2 separate regions of the Mus musculus genome follow, and region 2 is linked to region 1. The links are chromatin contacts, called in public promoter capture Hi-C maps. All regions are on one chromosome and are shown on one strand. The core of a region is the stretch at or near the end of the contact, and the rest is flanking DNA. Distances in the headings are between cores, read along the strand shown.

Region 1 (4,768 bases), core at 628-3,127:
TCCGGGGACTTAAAACCACTACAGTAGAGCTTCATGGCATGGAGCCAGAAAGGTAAATATGTTCTTAAAGCTTCCCCCAAAAGAGTCCATTGGCCAGACAGCTTCTTCCATTATCACAGTCCCAGCCTCTCGCTCCCTCTGGCTGCTGTTTCCTATTTTGGCTCTCGAACCGGTTTTACTTCTCAGGAGAAGTAATCCACTTGGGAAACAATAAATGAAGCAATTCTTAAAATGTCATGCTGTCCTTAGAGTGACAGTAGGTGACGCTTGTTAAAAGAAAGAATGACTTTTTCATTTTATCACAGTCATCCTCATTTTTTCACAAATGACCAACTGCAACACCAGCCAACATCTCACAGACTAAAGGAAAAACTTTAAACAATCTACAGTTCATATAGAAAGATGCCCATGACAGGTCCAACTATAAAGGGAATAGCTACCTGCAGGGATAACAGACTTGTTCATTCTGACCAGTAATAACCACTTTACTATAGCTCTGTCTTGTAGCCTGCAGTGTACATTATATATACACAACATAAAGTAGTTTTAAAAACTGATAACCAGAAAATGAGCTGTTTTAAAATACACTGAAGATATATGAATTTATAAATACTGAAAACTACAAAGGAAAACACTAAGATGTTCATTATCTTTGACTGATGGAATTATAGCATCTACTGGTTTGGGCTTCTATGATGTTTCCTGTTGTTGAGCAGGTCCTATTTACAAGTAGGAAGGCAATAACAATAGTTTGCATCAAACAAAGAACCATCCATCAAGACTTTTCTGGCCTTTCTTTCCCTTGAACCACACTATAATTCCACACTTACAGAATTAGGTTTTTCCTCTCCAATGTCAGCCTTATAAATCAAAGAAACATGAAATACAGTAGGTGCCATTTTGGAGTCTGGGGCTTTATTAATTATTTATTCTTTAACAGTTTATATATGTATATAACATATTTTGATCATAAATATAGTCTGGCTTGAAGAATTCTCTTCATACCAGTGCTAAGCACAGCACCCTGTATATGGTCATCATCACAAAGTGGCCTGTAAAGAATGTATACTGAACTCACTTTAATAGCTCTAGGGTTTTTCTGAGAGGATTACAAACTTCCAGCAACAAAACCTCAAAGTCTATTTGTCTCACAACCATTAAGAGGCAGGATTTGGGGAGGGAGAATTCTTGGACTAAGTTACAACTGGAGATGCAACATTTCGTGAGATGGTCTTGGTTGCCTGGTTGATGGAGCTGTTGTTCGTTTTTTATTGGTTGAGCTGTTCTTGTTTTTCTTTTTGTTTTAGTTTTTTTGGTTTTTTTCCTTTTTTACTCCTGCATTTATAGAAAGTTTTAGTAGTGGGCTATTTCCCTGGAATTCTAAGTCCTGGCCAAGAGTTAAAAATAATAGCTTGCTCAAACTCTAAGACTGCATTTTCTATGACAAACCAGGAGAGGGGAAGTGGGGAAAGAAGAAATGCAAAATCCTCTACCTTTTGCCACAGGCTAAACTACCTCATCAATAAAACTAAGCTGCACCCAAGTGTTTGGGTCTTTGAGCTCAAAGGCAACAGAGTCACTTCAGCAAAGGAATCCCAGCTAAAACTGACTCACTAAGGCAGTTTCTACTGTGAGATGTAGATTCCCAAAACAGGCGCTAAGAAATACAACTCAAATTCCATCCCTTCAAAGCCTCCGGGACGATTCAACTCAGCCATCAACCTGGGAGTCTCCCATCTGCAGAGAAGACAAAACCACAAAAGCCCCCAAAGTCCCCGCAGCTGCAGGCTCCCCTCCATTCGGGCGCAGAGTTGCACTGAACCTACCTGGTGCAGCTCATTGGACCGAGAGGCAGCGGCGACCGCGACAACCGCACCCTGAGCAACTTCGCACTCAGTACTTAAGAGGATGCAGCGCCGCGGTCCAGCCGGCCGACTGACCGCAGGCAACCGGGAGGCAGCTTATCAAAGCCAGATCACGTGAACCGGTCCCTCCGACCAATCAAAGGCCGTGCGCCCTGACCAACCACTGTGCAGCTGGGGCACGAGCCCCTGCCCCTGGAACGTGATCACCGCGGGGCTGGATGTGACCAGAGCGTGCTGGAAGGCGGCCGTAGAGTCCCTGAGCCCTGGGCCAGCGGGATCCAGCCGTGTTCCCGGAGCCTGGCGTGCAGCACGTAGCTCACGGCTCGCAGCTGGCCTTCTGCAGCTTGTGCGAGCCTGGCGGGGTCTTCTATGGAAACGCGTAGGTCTGTGCAGAGTTGAATCTGAGCTCAGAAAGTTGTGGCTCCGCCCGGTGTCTGTGTTATTTGAAATGCTTGTGATGCTCCTTGCTTTGTGTCCAAGCACCTTGGCCCAAGCAAAGAGAAGTTGGCTGGCTCTTCTTCCTCCACAAATAAAGTCACACAGCCACTCAAATGTTAAGAAAACACGTGAGCCCATGAAACGAAGTGGCCGTGTGTGTGTGTGTGTGTGTGTGTGTGTGTGTGTGTGTTTCCCTCTGAAGACAGAGGCAGAGAGGGCCAGTCTGTACAGCCTAGCGAGACTCTGCCTCTGAATAAGCAAATGGAGACTATGTGCTGACCTATTCAGTTCTCTGCTTGGGAGAGAGAACTATAGGCCAACATGAAGTTACTGTCCTTGCTCATTGTCACCAATTGCAGCAGACAGCCCAAATCCCTAGACTGAGTTATGACATCCTTAGGCAGAGGTCAAAATCACAGTTGATTTCATGCCCTACCCACCCAGCGGCTTTCGCTGAGATTTCTTTCTTTTCTTCTGTGCACATAACCAACACAAAGCAAAACTAAAATAAATATTTTTTAAAGAAACGTCTACTGAACATCACAGAGGAAAAAACTTGATAATTGGACTTTTAAAAACTAAAAAGTTCGACCGGGTGTGGTGGTGCATGCCTTTAATCCCAGCACTCTGAAGGCAAGAGTCTGGAGGATCTCTGTGAGTTCGAAGCCAGCCTGATCTACAGGATGAGTTTCAGTAGTTACACAGAGAAACCCTGTTGGGGGGAGAGAGAGCAAGGCGCGCGCACGCGCAGGGGCGGGGGGAGGCATATCTGTTAATCAAATATAAAATTGTTTTCTTCTTTTGTTTTTTGTTCTTCCCCCTTTCCTTTCCTCCCTCCGAACATTCCTACGTTCCTTGGTCTCTTTCAAATTCATGGCCCTTTTTCCCCCTACTTGTTGTTCTATGCGTATGAATACTGATTATTTTTACAAAGTCCATGACCTAGCTCTGCTTGGCTATCTAGAAGCCAATTAGAATGTGCAAAAAATTCCTCTGTCATGTAACTGTCAGACTCAAGAATTGTTACAATGGAGTAAAGAATAAGAACCATGCTATGGGGCTGGAGAACGGCTCAGAGGGTAGGAGTCCCTTGCTCTTCTTTCCACAGACCAGAGAGCAGGTCGTACCACCCAGCTCAGGCGCTCATACACAGCCTGGAACTCCAGCTTCAGGGGCTCTACCGCCCTCCTCTGGCTTTTGCAGGACCTGCACACATGTGCACATAACCAACACAAAGTAAAACTAAAATAAATATTTTTTTAAAGAAACGTCTACTGAACATCACAGAGGAAGAAACTTGATAATTGGACTTTTTAAAGATTTATTTTTATATTAGACATATGAGTGTTTTTTACCCCTCTGTATGTATGCATACCACATACATGTAGTGCCCTCAGAGGTCAGAGGTGGGCACTGGATACCCTGTCATTGGTTGTAAGCCACCACGTGGGTGCTGGGAACCAAACCCTGGTCCTCTACCAAGGGTAACAAGTGCTCTTAGCCGCTGGACCATCCCTCTCTCTCCCTCTCTCTCTCTTGGGCTTTACTTCTGAATAAAGCACCTGACCAACAGCAGAACTAACGCCCCTCTCAAGATGGCCAAGACCACGTGAAAGGCCAATGTTTAGGGTTTTAATCCTCACCTGAACCCAGGCAAGTTCTAGCCTCAGATTCCTGTTGTGCAATATGGAGATGGTAAATTTGCTTTGAGGAATAAACTTGTGTGTATCAGCAACATCCCACGTTAGAGCTCAGTTCAATACTCGATCCTCCTGTGCTCATTTCTACTCTCACCTCAGCAAAGTTAGTACCTGAGAGAAGCAGCAGTCACCACCATGCATGGCTCATTGAGTCTTATCATGGGCCAAGCATGCGCACCATGTCATCTGTTAAATACTTACAGCATCCTACATGGAACTGCCTGTCATAAATACCATCTTAGATAAAGGAAAACCATTAGGAGATCAAGAAACCTGGCCGGGACCTTCCAAGTAGAGTTGTGGCTCTCTGGGATCAGAACCTGCATGCAGGATAACTGCCGTCTGCCCCATTCTGGCTTCCTTTCATTAATGGTCAGTTACAAGGATAAAGACAGGAGGCGCCTTGTGTATTGTTGGCTTCAAACACTTTGTGTTTCACAGTTGATAAATCTAAACCCCGAGGAGGAAGCAGAGCTGGTAGCCAAGGGCTGGTTAGGTCAGAGCCAAAACTAGAATCTTGGATAGGCCTTTTCTCTACGCAAACCGTATATGCTGAGATAAAGGGTGACTATTACCAGCTAAAGCTATGAAACAGCACACTGTAAGAACAATGCAGTTTGATTCTACTTAGGAGGGAAAGATATGCAGGGACAGGCTCTAGAATATTCTTCACCAAAATGTTAGTGCTTACTAGGGGATGGTGACAGTACTCGTGGTAAAATGTTTTTGTTTTGCTTCTTCGTGGTTTTTGGAGATTGTTGTTGT
Region 2 (4,502 bases), core at 163-2,662, 530 kb after region 1:
TTTTCAGCAAACACGAGAAAACCCAAATGAGTAGGCAGGCCTTGTGCCTCATCCTGTAATCCTATCACTGGGGAAGCTGAGGCAGGAGGATCACCTTGAATTCAAAACCAGTCTGGACTACATAGCAAGCTACTGCAGAGAAAGGTTAGAGACATGACTTAGGCTTAAGAAAACACACACTCTCTCACATACACATGTACACACATACACATACACATTCATTCATACAATATACTCATTCATATATATATATATATATATATATATATATATATATATATATATACACGCACATAGTTAAATATACACACTCACAATACACATAACACATTCATACACACTAACTCATATGTGTATATGTATAGTTACATATGCATACTCTCACATATTCATAACACAGTATACATTCATACTCATACATATATACACACTCATACACAAGCATTTACTCATATACTCACTCATATACACATACTCTTTTTTTATACACACATACACAATACACACTCATATACACAATTTAAATAATAAATATATTTATGAAATTGAAAGAGAGAGGTTAAGTCAGCAAGGTGTACCTGCAATTTTTTCCCCTGCTGAGTACTTAAAAGCTCTGAACAGCAGAATGGGGAGGGAGTCAGTCAGTCAATTGAGAATTCATGTCTGATCCCTAGCACACACACAAATCAGGCCTGGTAGCACACACTTGTAACCCCAGTGCGGGCAAGGCAAAGGCAGGACAGTCCCTAGGCTTTGGTGGCCAGCCAGCCTATCCTTCTTTGTGAGCACCGTTTCAAGAGCAAGATAGATAGCTCCTGGAAAATAATATCCAAGGACGACTTCTGCCGCCCTCCCTCGCCCCCCCCCAGCCCCCCCCCCCCACACACACACTGAAGGGATGAACAAGGACTCACTGCAAATAAGATTTACAGTGATACAGGTTACAATGCTCACTGCACGGGCAGACCATTGGAGATTTACTCTCCCAAGTGACGACTCAGCAAAGCTCTGGACTTCAGGGCCTCAGTCACCCCTGCAGGCAGCAAGGCTGTTCTGAAAAGAAGAGAATCCATAAGTGCCTAGGCGCCTAGCCACGCCCCATTCCCACAAACCCTTGTCTGCTCAGCATCCTGGATGGTAGCAGGTAATTTCGGTGTGGCTTTCAGGCTACCTTTACTGTTTCTGATTTCTTGTAGAAGTCCACATTGCAATTCCTTTCTGGGTGGCGGTTTGGTAACGTATCAGAATCCTTAACCGTGGTTGTTAGGCGCGAGGACCCACAGCTTCGTGGCTGTCCTGGGCTTCTCTGACCTCAGCTCCAGCTTCGAGGGACTCCGGGCTGACCCAGAGTTTGCCAGAGCTGCAGGAGGTGTTGGATCACTCAGAGAAGATGTTTGTGCAAAGCGAAAGTCTACTGAAAACTGCTCAACAAGGCACTGGACGCTATGGTCAAAGTGCACACGGTATTGCCAAACATCAAGAGTTTTGAAGAAGAGCCAACAACAGTTTTGAGCAATTTGGGTGAAGGAGGGCGTTCTTTCTGACTGGACATGTGACCCTTGCCCCTAGTTCCGGGCTGCTGTTCTGTGGATCCAACTCTTGTTTGTAAATCAGCCTCAGAGGCTGAAGATGTCTGTCTGCCTCCCAGAGGATGGGCGACTTCAGGGATAGGACTCAAAGAGAGCAAGCTCCGAGCTTCCAGGCACAGAGCCAGCTGGTGCAAGGAAAACGACCAGGGGCAAAAAGGAGCACCACACAAAACAAACGCAGTCTATTGTCCAAAAAGACCTACAGTCATTAATATGATCAAGCTGAACAGCAGGGAGTCAAAATAGCCAAGGGAACAGAAAACCATTTAACAAAAACACAAAAAAGGCTCAATCCATTAGCGCTCAATACTCCAGCAACGCACCAGACAGTAATCGACCTATCAGAGAGAAAATGCACAAAGCCAAGTGGAACCTAGCCAGTCCTAGCCGGTGCCGTTAGTCATCTGGATCTGTTGACATTTGAAGAACACTCATCCGACAAGTATGGGTGAACATCACTCTCAAATTCAGATAAAATATTCGCTGAGGTTACATTCCAGACTGAAAACCACACTTAAACAAGCTTAAAAACAAAAGCCCTAGAAAATAGGCGTCGGCATCTGGCATGATAACACTCACCTCTCATCCCAGCACTCAGGACTGTGAGCTAGAAGCTTGGCCTCTAGCAAGCCACTATCTGGAAGCAAACAAATGCATGATCTTGGAGTTGAGTGAAATTAAACTAAGAATAGTGGAAACATTGCCGGGAAACCTCTAAATATTTGACAAATGCACGCTATATTTCTAAACTGGTGACACATGCTGTTAGACCCAAATACTTGCCAGCAGAGGTAGGAGGATTTTTTTTTTTTTTGAGTCCACAAAGTCCAAGGTCATACTAGACTAGGCTTACCATCTTAGAATTGCAAAAAACAAAAGGCACATCACCACCCAAAACAAACCAAAATGAATTTATTTCTAAATGTCACATAGGTCAAAGATGTCTCAAGAGAAACCTGAATATTTTTTTTTTAAGATTTATTTATTTATTATATGTAAGTACACTGTAGCTGTCTTCAGACACTCCAGAAGAGGGCGTCAGATCTTGTTACAGATGGCTGTGAGCCACCATGTGGTTGCTGGGATTTGAACTCTGGACCTTCGGAAGAACAGTTGGGTGCTCTTACCCACTGAGCCATCTCACCAGCCCGAAACCTGAATATTTTAAACTGAATGAAAATATAATGTATTCAAATGTGTGTGTGATACAACAAAAACAGAGTTGGGGTGGGGCAGATCTGCAACACTGAATAGCACATGTAAGAAAACAGTGGCCAGTGTAGGTGCCTGCAGCCTTGGCACTTAGGAAGAAAAATGATGAAAAATATCTGTAGATACAAGCGATGTAATTAGGTGAATAAGATACATTTGTAGTACTAATTTTTCCAAATTAGTTTTAAAATCAGTTCCTGGCGTTTTCTCCAATGATGACAAGAATTCTTTGGAGGGGAAACAACAGGACCAAGAATAATCTCACCTACCTTCTTTTTGGACAGGGTCTAGCTGTGTAGCCCCAGCTAAGCCTAAAACTTGCCATCCTCCTGTCTCAACCTCCTAAGTTCTGGGATTACAGGTGTGCACGCCTGGCTCTTGTCACATTTTTTGCTGATTTCTATATTACATAAATGGGAGTTGGCGGTGACATCAGGTTTTGTGTGGAACAGTCTCACTGAGAAGTGCTTTGTCTCCGCCTCGTGGTCAGGACTGGCTTTGCACTGTCAGCAGCACCCTTCCGCAGGCTAGTTCAATCAGAATGGCTAGAATAGCATCAGAATATGATCTAAATAAAACTCAACGAAGTTCTTATCATACAGATCAAAGTGTGGATACTTCGATTCTTCTTAGAAGGTGGAACAAAAAACCCGTGGAAGGAGTTACAGAGACTGAAGGATAGGCCATCCAGAGACTGTCCCACCTGGGGATCCATCCCATATACAACCACCAAACTCAGACACTATTGTGGATGCCAACACGAGCTTGCTGACAGGAGCCTGATATAGCTGTCTCCTGAGAGGCTCTGCCAGCGCCTGACATATACAGAAGTGGATGCTCACAGCTATCCCTGGGACTAAACCACCAACCAAAGAAAACACACGGTGGGACTCATGGCTCCAGCTGCATATGTAACAGAGGATGGCCTAGTCAGTCATCAATGGGAGGAGAGGCCCTTGGTCCTGTGAAGGTTCTATGCCCCAGTATAGGGGAATGCCAGAGCCAGGAAGCAGGAGTCTGTGGGTTGGGGAGCAGGGGGTGGAGGAAGGGGATAGGGGATTTTCGGAGGGGAAACAATGAAAGGGGATAACATTTGAAATGTGAATAAAGAAAATAATCTAAAAAAAAAAAAAAACCCAAACAACAACAAAAAACCCTCAAAGAAAAAGGTGGGCATGGTGGCAGACTCCTTTAATCCCAGCACTTCGGAGGCAGAGACAAAGCAAATCTGTGTGAGTTCAAGGCTAGCCTAGAATAAACAGTGTGACCCTGTCTTTTAAAAAAGGCTGGCAAGATGGAAGATGGTACAGCTAGTAACTCACTTGCTGCCAAGTCCAAGGACCTGTGCTCATTCCCTGAGGTCCACTTGGTAGAAAGAGAACCACCCGCTTATTATCCTGCCCTCCACATTGGTGGTGTGGCACGGGCACCTCTCACCCGCCCCCCTCCACCTCAAAACACTCACACACTTTTTATTTTTATTTTTTTAAAGCCAGGAGTGGTACGGCTTAGCTGGCCAGCGGACCCCAGGGCAATGAAGGATGCTGTTTTATAACACAAGGTGCAAAGCACCTGAGGAGTGACACCAGAAGACTCTGACACTCCCATGAACACACACATCATTTTAAAATATTAAAGTAAAAAAAAAATAACTTCCCAATTGATCAGTGTTCTACAGCAGAGATGCCGAGATGATGGTCT

Evidence for each region. Promoter capture Hi-C pulls out the DNA fragments that hold promoters and counts their contacts.
Region 2: a contact with region 1 is called in a promoter capture Hi-C map of 3T3-L1-derived adipocytes, with 3 times the contacts expected there. A contact is called at or near these places in 2 of 39 promoter capture datasets (the 3T3-L1 cell line and 3T3-L1-derived adipocytes).

The regions. Positions count from the first base shown.
Region 1 is chr19:36,734,727-36,739,494 of GRCm38.p6, forward strand. It overlaps Ppp1r3c (protein phosphatase 1, regulatory subunit 3C), which reads right to left and starts at 1,878. Exons shown (of 2, transcript NM_016854.2): 1 at 1,827-1,878. The coding sequence starts at 1,840.
Region 2 is chr19:37,262,683-37,267,184 of GRCm38.p6, forward strand. It overlaps 4931408D14Rik (RIKEN cDNA 4931408D14 gene), which reads right to left and starts at 1,413. Exons shown (of 3, transcript NR_040299.1): 1 at 1,172-1,413; 2 at 915-1,053.